2 separate regions of the Capsicum annuum genome follow, and region 1 is linked to region 2. A link is a contact called in public Hi-C data. All regions are on one chromosome and are shown on one strand. Each heading gives the region's core, a stretch centred on a gene start, on an enhancer-like site or on the middle of the called end of the contact. The rest is flanking DNA. Distances are from core to core; before and after follow the strand shown. Region 1 overlaps LOC107840238 (protein SRC2 homolog). Region 2 has its middle 6.7 kb from the start of TRNAM-CAU.

The links. A called contact is a pair of places that touch in the nucleus more often than the background predicts.
Region 1: a Hi-C map of leaf shows a contact between it and region 2, with 2.1 times the contacts expected there. The contact joins two enhancer-like sites. A contact is called at or near these places in 3 of 5 Hi-C or Micro-C datasets (bud, leaf and placenta).

What each region holds. Positions count from the first base shown.
Region 1 is chr8:165,691,558-165,698,420 of UCD10Xv1.1, reverse strand. It overlaps LOC107840238 (protein SRC2 homolog), which reads left to right. Exons shown (of 7, transcript XM_016684040.2): 3 at 1-13; 4 at 104-175; 5 at 2,773-2,818; 6 at 2,936-3,257; 7 at 3,350-3,615. The coding sequence ends at 3,387. Among protein-coding and RNA genes, the nearest start is that of LOC107840238, 5.0 kb to the left of the region's middle. Within about 2 kb of position 3,175, at least 3 of the 5 cell types and tissues checked have an H3K27ac peak or open chromatin away from gene starts, as enhancers often do. A contact at or near this core is called in leaf, where this site is marked.
Region 2 is chr8:165,650,907-165,657,827 of UCD10Xv1.1, reverse strand. No RefSeq gene overlaps it. Among protein-coding and RNA genes, the nearest start is that of TRNAM-CAU, 6.7 kb to the right of the region's middle. Within about 2 kb of position 3,062, at least 3 of the 5 cell types and tissues checked have an H3K27ac peak or open chromatin away from gene starts, as enhancers often do. A contact at or near this core is called in leaf, where this site is marked.

The DNA of each region.
Region 1 (6,863 bases), core at 1,926-4,425, 40 kb before region 2:
TCGGAAGTGGAAAGTAATTCTCTCCATCTGTTTTCTTCGTTATGTTTTGTTTGGAGTTTGTCTCAGAGAGAGTACTAATCTTTGTTCAATTTGCTAATTCCAGGATTCAACTACAGAAAGTTCTTTCAGCGGGATACGATGATACTGCTTGGCCAATTCAGACCAAGAGTGGCAGGTAAATTTATCAGCAAACTAGTTCCTATTTGGTAGCGGCAATTTGTATATTAGTGCTTTTTCTTGCTGAAAAACTCAAGCTTTTGTAAGCTGAGGAACACACTTACCCTTTCGTTTTGTCACCTGAACTGGATTGAATAACTATGATTTCTTCCCTTGAATTTAACAACAACATACCTAGTATATTCCCACCAAATGGGGGTCTGGGGAGGGTAAGTGTACGCAGTCCATACCACTAACTCAGAGGTGAGATAGAGAGGTCGTTTTCAATAGATCCTCGGCTCAAAATAAAACAATCTAGACAAGGAATAATAAAAAGACAAGATACAATCGAAATCAACACATTCAAATTACCATATACAAGATACACCAAGTAATACAAATCCTAAACTAATACTAACCTTCTACCATAATCCGCCTCCTCCACAGCTTCCTATCTAGGGTGATGTCCTAAGTAAGCGGGAGCTGCTCCATGTCATTTCTAATCACCTCCCTCCAATATTTCTTCGGTCTACCTCTACCTCGCTTGAAACCATCCTAGCCAACCTCTCACATCTTCGGACTGGGGCATCCGTGCCCCTCTCCCTCCTCATCATATCATGACCGAACTATCTCAACCTCGCTTTCCTCATCTTGGCTTCCACCAAAGCCACTCTCACCTTATCTCGAATAACCTCATTTCTAATCCTATCTTTCCTAATACACTCACACATCCACCGAAGCATTCTCATCTTCGCCACCTTCATCTCCTGGATGTGGGCCTTCTTGACAGGCCAACACTTTGCCCCATACAACAAAGCCGGTCTAACCACCACTCTGTAGAACTTCCCTTGGCTTTAACATTCATAAATATTTGAACCCCAAAGTTGCCTGTATGCATACATGTATACTGTATGCATAACATGCATGCAATGCCTACAATAGTGATGAGATTATTAGTACTTCCGGTACATTTCTCTTTGATGAGGCTTAATATTATCTCCTATAATTAGTTTCAACTTTGAACTCTCTTATATTGATTTCCTCTTAAAATTTTCAAATACATATTGATTAATGTAATAAGGGGAATGCATAGATTGAACATAGTAAATACAAATTTAAAAGATTTCACTGAAATTGTCATCTAGAGATTTCTTGAAAAGCTAATCATAGGTTTTTTTTTTTTTTTTTTCATATATTAAAAGGTATGCATAACAGTGCCTACAACTTGTAGTTTTATTATCAAACTTGCACATACCACTTCAGGATGGTGTTGCAGCTGCAAGGTTTAGGCTTAAGAACTTAATATGGTAGTAGTCGTGGTCAAGATATTACGTGTAGAGTATGTTTAGGTTGTTGTCTGAAAAAACGCGGAAAGCTTAGTATCTAGGTATTTGTTTATGGTAAAATGTGGACATGGACAAACCTTATAAGAGTCTTTTCGTAAGAGATACTTAAGATGATTTTTCCTGTCATAACAACGAAAAATCTATTGCTAATAACTCCCACACTGAAGGAGCTGCATTTTAAAGTAGAGAAGAGGAAATCCCAGAACACCTACATTCTTAGTTATGGGTAAAAAGAAGAGATTTAATTAAACAATGGAAGATTGGTACAAGCCACATTACCGTGATCAACGTCAAGTATCCTCAAGTCTTTGAGAAATCTGAAGGATCTCTAGGACACTCATGTAGTTGCATTTAAACAAAGTGAGTTATCACTTGTTGGTACTATGCCAAGGAAATCAGAACTTAAACTAATAACTTACAGAAAATAATCCCATCAATCTTGTTGTTTGCACATTTCTTGAGCGGGGGTCTTTCGGAAACAACCTCTCTGCCTCTGTAAGCTAGGAGTTAGGTCTGCGTACACCCTACCCACGCCAAAGCCCACCTTGTGGGAATACACTGGGTATGTTGTTTGTTTGTTAGTCTTGCTGTTTGCCTATTTCAGATCATTAACTTTTACTGTTACTAATAATTTAATAAGCGTTGTCAGTTGTGCCAAGGTCAAAGAATACAAGGGCCAATTAACATACTATTTTGCTTTTTCAAGCCCTGCAAGATGGGAGTGGATTAAGTTAGTTGGTATTCAATTGCCATCTTTGATAGTCATCATCCTTCTCTGGTTCTTTTCTTTCTAATTCGGAAGCTGACTTTGTTGGTTGGTCTGGAAGATGTAATTAAACCTCTTTAAAAGAATATACGAGGTTGACTGTTCTGTCTTGTTTATTTTTCTTTTTATCATGCGAAGTACTTGACTCAATGTTTCATGCGAAGAACATTGCTGTCGCACTTCTTCTATTGATTTTATACACTTAGTTTAGCTATCAAGGTACATGAAATTATGCCCGAAATTTTGTTCATGACTACGAATCTTGTGATTAATGGAGACCTTCATGTAGGTCTCGCTAACTATCTATATAAGCAATTAATTCAACTTTGAGATTCTCTAAAACTATCTGATGAACTTGTGTTGCATCTGCGGATTTTTTTTTATCATTTCGGTTTGGCTCTCGGAGTTGTGATTCATTGAAGTTCCACCACATATACTGAGGAGGATGTAAAAGAATTTGATAGATAGGAACAGAAATGTTGACACTTATTCCTTCTTTTACAGGCATGGGGGAGAAGTTCGGCTCATAATGTTCTATGCTAACGCCAATGTAAGTAGTACTGCGATCTATAGCATCCCCACCCCCCAAATCCCTTCCGTTCTGATCTGGATAGGAGATCGCATCTTTCTAATATATCCTCGACATGTTTTCTCTTTATATTTCCAGAAGCCGGCAACAAGTTATGCTCCATCATACACAGCTGCATACACAGCACCACAGCTGCATACACCTATGTACTCCGTTCCTCCACCACATGTAGCTTCTTGTCCACCAGCAGCAACTTATCAAACACCATCTCCGTATCCTGCATACCCGCCTCATTCAGCAGCATATCCATCCACATCTTATCCTCCTCCTCAACCAACTGCTTACCCTCCAGCTTATCCACCACCTTCCGGATATCCTCCCTCGTCTTATCCACCACATTCATCATATCCTCCCGTGTCTTCTTATACACCACCAACACAGGACTATTCCTATCCTCCAGGTAACTATGCTTGTAATACATTATTTTCTTCTTTTTCCTTTTTACTAACTTCTCGATAGCATCTGACTCTCCGTCTTTATAACTCTTATCAGGTCCATACCCTGGAACATATCCTCCGCGACCTTACTGAGGCCACCTTCTGACATGCTTGTTTGAAGACTCTGCATATAAGTTGCTTATGGAAAAAAAGAAAAAAGAAATGTGCGTATAGGTTTTCTCTGAACAGGTTTCGCTTAGACATTTCTATTTTTGTAAATCATCAAAAAATTCAAGGCTTGGATGACTTGTTTGTAATCGTTTATGCTGAATTTATTTATTTTCTATACATTCTCAAGAAAGAAACGAGACCAGTTTATTAGTTTTGTTGCCTTTTTTTTTTCGCCAGTGGGATAATAAGGAAATACTTGAGTGGAAATAAGTCAAAGCTGACTTACTCTTTCAACATTATATTATTCTTCGGTTAGTTACATTTCTGTGGAAACAGTTTTAACAGTCAAAGCTAACTTTATAAATTGGATGAAGAATTGCACATCTAAACAATAGATTTGCCTCATTTATTTGGTCCATGCAATGGCTTTTCTTCAAAGTGTATGTTTAGCAATACCAATTGCACATCTATGCAATAGAGTGCCTTCTCTAGTGTGTTTGCAAAAAATGTATGCCTAGTGGATACTTGTTCTTTGCCATCAGAGTTTCTGTTTGCATACAACCATCATATTAAGAGGAAGAGTAGCACCACTGTATCTACGTCTCAATTCAAAACAAGTTGAGAGCCGCTATATGAACCTATATCTATATGAATACAACAAGAACAATTATGTGAATGCATGTAGACTGATGATAGTCTTGTCACATCAGGTTGAATTTTGCAATAATCCGATGAATAGACATATGAACTAGAAAAATCAATTGGTCGTTTTGACCATGTTAAACCACTGAATCTTAAAAAGTATTTGTAATTATAGATTCAACATTTCACTGTATAAAGTTTATGAGGTGTCTTTCGGTGTTCCACTATCATTGCCCTTTCAAGTGATTGTGGCTTCTAGTTGTGTCCCATTACATTATCATACACTATTAAGATTCAAAAGTCTCTTGAGTAGTCAACCTCAGATGGTGCTTACTACTTTTTCACAAGTTAGATAAAAGCACATCCCCCTTCTGACTTTTCTCAATTTCTCATGTGTATGATTCTAGCTATAATATTAACAGCATGAAAGTGTTTATAGTTAGGTTCAGCTTGTTATAGCAGATGCCTTGGGCCAATTAGTGTTTATCTTTCATGATTTGCCGAAAAACTTGCTCGCACTCGATATTTCTGTCAAATTGTTCAAAACACATATTGATCACTTAATCATGTTCAAGTCGTGAGTATTTTCAATTTAACAGCTAGAGTGAAATCGCTTCATTTAGTATAAACATCAAGCGTGAATGAGTATTTACAATATGATAAATCAGGCACAACATAAAACTATAGAGATTTGGCAAATTAGAGAAATGATATAATGAAAATGGAATAGGTGATTTGGTACAGTATTTTGGAGTGAACTGAACCAACAACCTGCCTAATTTCATGGCATGAGGGGCCTATTTTGACTTTGGAAAAATAATGATGTAAAAAAATGGTCTTTTTTTTTTTTTTTTTTTTTTTTGTGTTGGGATTTTAGTGATTGCCAGGCGTTATTACTGTTAATCTAGAAATTAATGATGCATTATAACCTTAATTAACTCTATAAAAACAGCTGTGTAACTAACTATGTCTCCTCTCTCTATACTTTCTTAGTTGGTTTAGGCTGGCATTACCCCATTCTCTTAATTACAAATGCATCAACTAATAACCCCCTTAATTCATATTTTTACCATTGCAACAAGTTTTAGTGCAATAATTTCAAGGAGGATCATGTCAAAAGGAAATTATTAAAAATGTTACTACATTGATTCTATTAATTACATGTTAGAACAATAGTTGGGATCTTCTTTTAATTACCACGACAAGTATTTTTCTTATAATCATATGTGAACTCTCAATTTAGACCCGAAACTTAAAATAACCTATAACGATTATTATTTTTCTAGACACTTCGGGTGATATGTTTTACTTTTTGTTATGTTATCGATTCCAATTGAGATTGATAGACCAGAGGATTGAAAATCTTCATGTTATTTATTCCAGTCTGAATTTATATTAGGATTGGTAGATCAGATGATTGAAAATCCTCATGTTATTGATTCCATTCTAGATTGGTAGACCAAAGATTGAAAATATGATATAGTTTTGAATCAATTGCGTTATTAAAGATTTCTATTTTTTGCCTGTTGCTTTTACCAATTTTTTACTTCTATAATTATCACTAGTATATGAGTTAATTATTTACTAGTACCATGACTTTTGTTAAAAAAAATTGTAAGCCAACAAATGTGGCAGAGAGTACGTCAAGAAAAGACAAAGAGTACTGACTGACAAAGACGAAATCATTTATGACTTTTGAATTGGGACACATTATTTACATTTTTACCTTATTTTAATTAATTGTTGTTAGTACAATTACAAGTTTACTCAAAAATATTGCTCTTATACAACCTTATTTTACTTTGCCTAGGAGACTAGCAATTTTCCTTAGAAGATAGAACACCATTATAAGATCTATGTACTGATAAATAAATACCAGTAAATCATAATTTAATTATTTATTGAAGTACTCTCTCCATTCTAATTTGTGTTAGGTAGTGTAAGTTGATCCGAAATTTAAGAAAAAATGAACACTTAAAATTTATAGTTTTAATTATGTTACACAATTTGTATGGCTACAAATTTTAAAACTTGTTATTTTAAATATGTCGTGATGTTTGTAAGTTGCTAGAAAAATACTTTACTAAGGATAAAATACGATGCGTAAAGTTAATCATTTTCATTTAAAACATTATCGTTCTTTTTCAAACGGATTTGAAAACGTCATACAAGATGGAACAAAAACACTACTACTCTGATCCAAAACAAATTTCTAATACTTTTTCTTTGATCCAAAAAAATAGATTTTTCTAAACCCAAAGAGAGAGTTAAATATTTTTTCAAAGTTATTTGTGAAATCCCAACGCTGACTATTTTTACTTGAAAAGAATTGGGAAAGAAAAAGGATAAATGATCAAATCACTTTTTAATGTAATTAATCAACTTAAAATATATTCATATCTTGAAAACTCACTAATTTTGAACGAAAAAGAGTTCAATTGGACTACTAAACTTTGATGCTAGCTCAAAAAGGTTAAAAAATACTAGTTGTGACACAAATAAAGTTCGTGGTATAAAAAGTGAAATTGTTGAACATATATTTTTTAAATATTTTGAGGCTTAGATGGTATGAAAAATTTCCCTGTAAATTGACCTAATATCGAGAAAATTATGAATTTTACTAGATGGTGGAACAGATCTTTAATAATACTAATTAATACCCCGATTCTATTGAGCTTTCTAAATTAAATGTCTCTATAATATGATAAATTTGAAAGGCAAAAAACGCTATAAGCTTTAACGGTGATATTTCTGAACCCAGTGATGTTGTTAACAAAGCACTATTTGATTTTCTATAATATGAATGTAATTTGCTT
Region 2 (6,921 bases), core at 1,813-4,312:
AATCAAAAGGTTTTTACCCGAAACTTAGCTATAGACCATCCATATCGATCTTCACATGCACTATCCGTATTTGCATGGGCGGCTCAAAGAATTTGGTAGTCTAAAGTCAAATTCTTAATAAAAGACTTCACACACACATACACATTCAATAAAATTGACTTTTGTTTGCATCATACGTGAATATCATGCAATGTACGTATATCTTATGTGCATTTCGTGGATCATATGTATATTTCATTATCAATAATAAAAATATTTTAAAAATATATATATTATCGTTAAATATGTGGAACTATCTTCTACTTTAAAATGAATGAAGTTCCAAAAAAGTTGAAGCCAAGATATTACTTTAACGACTTTATTGTCAAACTGGTCCTTGATATTTGAATTTTCTTTTGATTTTATCCAAATTAAGTGAAAAAGCTCTAGTTAGTCCTTCATACTACCTAAACTTTTCAAATTATCAATGAGATCAGTGTCGAGTCCCCCACCAATAATTGTTGAATAATACAATACATCCCCACACCAGACGTTCATTTGTCTAGTGGAAAAAAGGGAAAGAGAAGCAAAACCTTAATCTAAATTTTGATGATTTTGGCTCTTCTTAAATCACCAGCTTTTTGACTTGGTCTGTCTTTTTTACTCCCACTGTTTTATAATAAATAAATTGTTGGACTTTAACACATATATTAAGAAAAAAATATTAAAAACATAAATTTAACACAATTTTTTATTTTTACCCCAAAAAAAAAAAGTTGACCTTGTGATACCTTTTCAAAAGTTAATTGGTTGTCAAATCATAAGGGCAAATTTGGAAAAAAATTCAATGATTCGCTTATTTCGAAACATCAATAAATACCTCAACAATTCACTTATTTCGAAACGGAGGGTGTATTAAGAATACTTGTTATTATTTCATAAATAAAGGCAAAAATCTCACCACACTATAAAAGTGAAATAAAGTAAAAACAAAACCTTCTTCTCTTTGCCTTAATTTCTCTATTGTTCTTTTATTTTTTGCTCACAGCTGTAAAGGTGAAAACTACAGCATAACAAATGGACCCATAAATTCCATGATCATCTTCTTGTACCAGGAAAAAAAAAAAGAGAAAAATGCAAGCCCAAATTTGACCTTTAGTTGAATTCTTCTCATACATACTGTTGATGTAGAAAAGGTGATTCTAATTTGACCTTTGCAGTAAGTAAATTTGTAATACCAACAACTCTTTTGTCAGTGTCTATGGAATGTTGTACAAATAACTACTCCTTCAAACCCAACTTATTAGTTGATGATTTCTTTTTTATTTTGTGCTTAGAAATGAAAGCATTTCATTTTTTTTTAAATTTGTTGCCGTCAAAGTCATATATACACACGCGCACATACACAAACTATCTATGTAGCAATTATTATGCAGTTATTAATAATAATTGTTATTCATGAATGACTTATTTTAATATAGGGTATCTTTTCCTTTCTAATGGTTTATAATCAGTTTTTATTTATATTGCTAATATACTAATCTTTAATCCATATTTAATCTGTCAACCAAACGATGGATCAGCTATATACACACTTACTTTTTGATGCAACATAACCAACCAACAACAATAACAATAATATACACAGTGCATACATTCTTACAAGGAGATCGGGGCTGTTTTGGATAGGCTTTTGTGTCAACTAAACATATCAAATCAGGGAGAAAAAAATGCACTAAAGAAAAGTCTCAATTACCAACCAAATTTTAAGAATTTATGCCGGGAGTTTATATTAAGATGAATTATTCCAAACCAGCAACCAAACATATCCCTAGCTTTTGTTGACTCCCTAACATTTTCATTTTTTACAACCAAGAGAAAAAAAAAACATTTTCTTTTAAACCTTGTCTACCGAAAAAAAAAAAAATCAAAATTAAAAGGGAAAGAGGAGAGAAGCAAACATTTATTAGGCATAGTTTTTATATTTGTTTCATCTTGTGAATGAATTGAAGATGAACACACGTAACACAGCAAGCCTGGCAAGAAGTTGATGTAAGGAAATGTTTTTCAAACTCTGCCTTCTCACCATAAATATCTACTGACATTAAAAGTGACTTACATTCATACGTATGATTTTTTTAAATTATTCTTAAAAATTTGATTTTTTAGTGGTTTGTGTCTGGAACTGCCATATATATATTTTTTTTAATCTAATTAAGCTTTAGTATATATATGTTCTAAATTAACGTTGTCGATGTGGTAGGATCTAGGATGGATAACCAGAGAACAACGAGCTAATTCACGATAAATTATATATCACAATACAGATTACGAAATAAAAGAAGACAGCTTGATGCATGACGCAGAGCTATATCTGAAGGGTTCAGTCATGTAGGTTATTTGCCCTCATTTAAGCATTACCAACTGATTCCGCGGCTCTAACATAAAGAGTTTAAATAATATTGAAGCTACATGATTTGTGAGACTTCATATTACGGATCCAACTTGTTTGTGTAACTGAGAGGTCATAGTTATTTATGAGTATGTCACGATCATCATCACCAACTGGTCAGTCGTCACCATGGAAGGTCTCAAGAAGCAGAAGCTTTGTTAGTGTATGGAACATTATCTGTGTCAGTGGGCCTTGTCCAACTATTAATTGACCAAATGAAAAAGGACCCCATGCATGCCATTTATTCATAGAGCTGAAAGAGTCCAACTTGCTTACAGTGCATACGCTTCGCGTGAGTTATATTATGGTCTCCATATATGAATTTGGCACTCCCCAATAGGTTTTACTTGTCACCTTTCATTTTTCGAGAATCAAACTGCATGAACTTTGACCAACAATTAAATTAAGATGTATTTTTCATTATATTAATCTGAGAAGGATGAAAACTTACTGTTTTTCACGTAGTTTTTGAATATCTAAACTTTAAATTTAAAATATTGAATATTTTTGCTGCAGCTCTATTTTTTCCCTCTTTTTGTTCTCTTTCTATTTTTTTGAGCCGGGGGGTCTATCGGAAACAGCCTCTCTACTTCTTCGGAGGTAGCGGTATGGACTGCGTAGATTTTATCCTCCCCAGACCCGCACTTGGTGGGAATACACTGGGTTTGTTGTTGTTGTTGAACTAATTTAATTCGATTTAGCTTCGAAGAATAATCAAACGGATTCACGAAAAGTGACATGTGACAAGTAGAAGCTAACGGAAGAAGTATACATTTAATAAGGTGCTCAAACATTTGTCCTTCCACTGAGCGCAGTACATTTTCCATCTGTTTCTTCTGCTATGTACTCTCAGTTATTGCTTCGCAGCTTCTATTCATGATGATTTATCCCAAAAAGAATCCAAAGCAAAATCATATTGTCCTAGCTATCAAGACATAGGACTATATGTTTAGTGATAATTCTAAAATTTAAAGGTAAATCTATACACTGAAAAACATGCTATAGCTAACCCAATACTTCATTTAATCAAGTTTGATGGTAAGGCCAAAACTACAAAAGAATAGCATGTGAATGTTGTACTAATCAAAACATGTGACATTTAAGTTGCTCTAACAAGACGATAATTTGATGTCACTTTGTTCTTGGCTTCTTCTCATTGTGGGACTTGTGTAGCTCATCGCACAAACTATTGTTTAATTGTTCCCACATATCGTTTAAGGTTTTCACACACATATATACTCGTTAAGATTTTATTTTATTTTTGGTTAACCGTTAAGAAAATTTATAAAAGATATTACGTACTTATTTTACTAAGAGTGTGTTGAAAATGTTTGGGGATGGAGACTTGGGGAGAGACGATCAACGTTTGCATCTATGAAGTTTGTTTTCAAACTTGTTTTTAAGAAAAGATATTTTCTCTAAAATTTTGACAAACTGAATATATGAAAAAATAGGAACCATATCAATCATTCCCCAAGTTAATATAGCTGTTTCATTGAGCACTTGGATACATCTGTTGCATCATAACATAATTAGGGCCCTTCCATTGTGTGTGTGTGTGATATTATACAAGTGCTATAAATTGTAGTCTTTTCTAAGACTTCCCCTCTCAATTAGGTGAACATCAAGAACCACTTGAATTTCAATAATTTAGGTAGCCATATATTTTTACAAACTGGTTGACACATTAATACTACAGAAACAAACAGAACCTCCAATAGTAACTTGATTGAATAACCAGACATAAATGGGTGCCCACAAATTCCCATATCGAGGTACATTTTAGATTTTACTCTAGAATAAGTAGACGAGGTAGCATTAATACACAAATAATAAAGGCATTGTCCTCTGTCTTGGATAGAGTGGTCCTATGATTTTGCTAAGTGAAGGCTTGGTCTAGAAAATTTTACTCTTTGGAATTTTGTCAATATAAATTCAATGGGTTCACAAGAAAAAAATAAACATTTTAGTGAGAGATTTTCAGGGGGGGTCAATTCTTTGGCCCCAACATCTGAGAAAACTTTTGCTGCCACATTGGAAGCATGTCTTTTTTTTCAGACAAAGATCTGAGTATCTCATTGACAGTGGCTATATTATGAGTGTGAGTTATTGCCCTTATCTATATATGGTGACCACTTCCATATCTCTTATATTGGACTAGTGGTGTAAAATTGACATTGTGTATTTCCAGGCCAGTTATGTCTTCTATGGGAACCTTCCTCGTTCCGCCTTCGTACATAGGATAGTTTAAGAAGTGAACATCCTTCTTAGTATCAAAAGGGTCAGATGAAAGCATATGGCATGTTATTTCACTAGAGTTTTTACGAGGGACATGGTCGCGATGGGCTCCCTTCCAATAACAGTTCCCGATTATATTTGATTTCACACACACTAAAAAAAAAAAAAAAAAAAATTGAATCAAAGAAATTAGTATTTCAAGACTCACAAGAGTTCATATGGTTTCCCACCATAACTACACACATCTCCATTATCACTAAAAGCACTACTGTTTCAATTTCTTTTAACGAATAAAGATTTTGTATTATAAATTTATATTTTTAAAATATTTAATTATTTTTTTAATTTAAATTGTATATTTATTATGTTTAAAAATAAATAAATTGTGCATATTCAGATGATGAAAAACAAGCAACCTTAATCATTTAGTAATTCGATCTAGTTCGCTATAAACTTACATGTAAGCAGTTTATTGCTTCAACATTTATCACCCAAATGAAATGAAACACGCATATCATTAAATTTTATCCCCAAAGAAAATACCCTGTTAAGTTGTAAGGGTATATATATATATATTTTTCTTTTTTTTTTTTGAAAAGCCAAAAATATGGATGTAGCTGGTGGAGTAAAGTTAAAGAGAGATTGTGATCAACTGAAGAATAAAGATGAAAATGATAGTGACAAGACGAAGACCCTGTCAATCTAGAATATTTTCCATAGTAAGGTAAAAAAATGAAAACAATCATTTTAAAAAAAGTTGGAATGTGAAGATTTTCATAAATATTGTTACCAAGATAATATTCCATTTTCCGTTTACCATATGGTACATCTCCTAATTTCATGCCCGTGACACTGTCCTTGTCTACTATTAATGTTATATGTACCTTCAATCAAATTTGAATTCTTCTTTGCTTATTTTGGCGGCTTCACTATGTTTTTTTTTTTTTTTTTTTGTGTCTGTGTGTGTTGTTTAGGGTTTTGTAAGGTACATGAAGTCCAGTGCCAAGAGACCCCAATTCAACATGTGGTATAACAAGCTGTATACTCAGTTATGTATTTATTTTAGTTACATGTTTCTTCGATCATTTGGTTTCTTTAATTTATACTTATTTGGATTCTTGTCATTAAAAAATCCATTAGAGGGAGGTTGTAGCGAACCTTTACCCTTCCACGAACACTATCCAGTTATATAGTGAGATATTTTTAAGTTACTAGTTTAGGTCCCGTCTACCTCACTTTATTGAGTTCAAACGTTACACTAAATAGTATATTTGTTTAAATAATAAAGATGAATACAATAATTAAATTCAACATCTTTTGAAAAATTTATTTAATTAAACCGAACTTTACCAAAAAAAAATTTTAAAAGTCGATCGACATTCATCTACCACTGTAAACTGCAACAAAATAATACGATGATAGAGACATCAAAACAATATAATTAAATCTAATCTTTACACAAAAAAATTCTCAAAGCCGCCTGAAATTATAACAAAATAATACGACAATGAAAATAGCAAAAAAATAATACAACTAAACTTTACCTTTACACAAAAAAAAGTTCTCAAAACAGAGATATAAAAATAATACAATTAAACCTAACCTTTAATTACCTAAAAGAATTCCTCGACGCCGACCGACATTCATCTATACCACCTGTATGAGCGACACTTTTGACACTTTTGACACAATATAATACAATAGTGATCACAAAGCTTCAATTTTGATGAAAATAATTCTTGTATGATCGACAATTTTGACACTAAAGAACGACTTGAATGAAAACAAAGAAGATATATATATACATATCCACATACGTTGAATTCTATTATGTTCACAAAAATAGTGAGAAGTTGAGAGTTAGAAAATTAATCATCCATTAATCTAGACGTACAATCGAATCAAGTTAGATGAGTATCAATCATATTTTTCCAATAAGTAAATCATCTTCTTCTCTAGTTTAACGTGCATTTCAATATGTATAAAAATATTTCCTTAATAGAGTCATATTTTAGGAGTCTATATATGAGTCTCATTTATTTTAGAAATCTAGTTAATATAATAAAAACAATTAAATAATAAATTAAAGAAAATAGTGAAAAGATAATTTTATTTAAAAGATAGTTTTTTAACGAAGGACAAAAAGTTCAATAGCTGTCAGAAGGCCTGAAATCAACTGAATTAATACTGGGCCTTAAACAGAGTAGTCTTGGCTCATAACTCTGGGCTTACTCCATCTTGGGTTTTTTTCT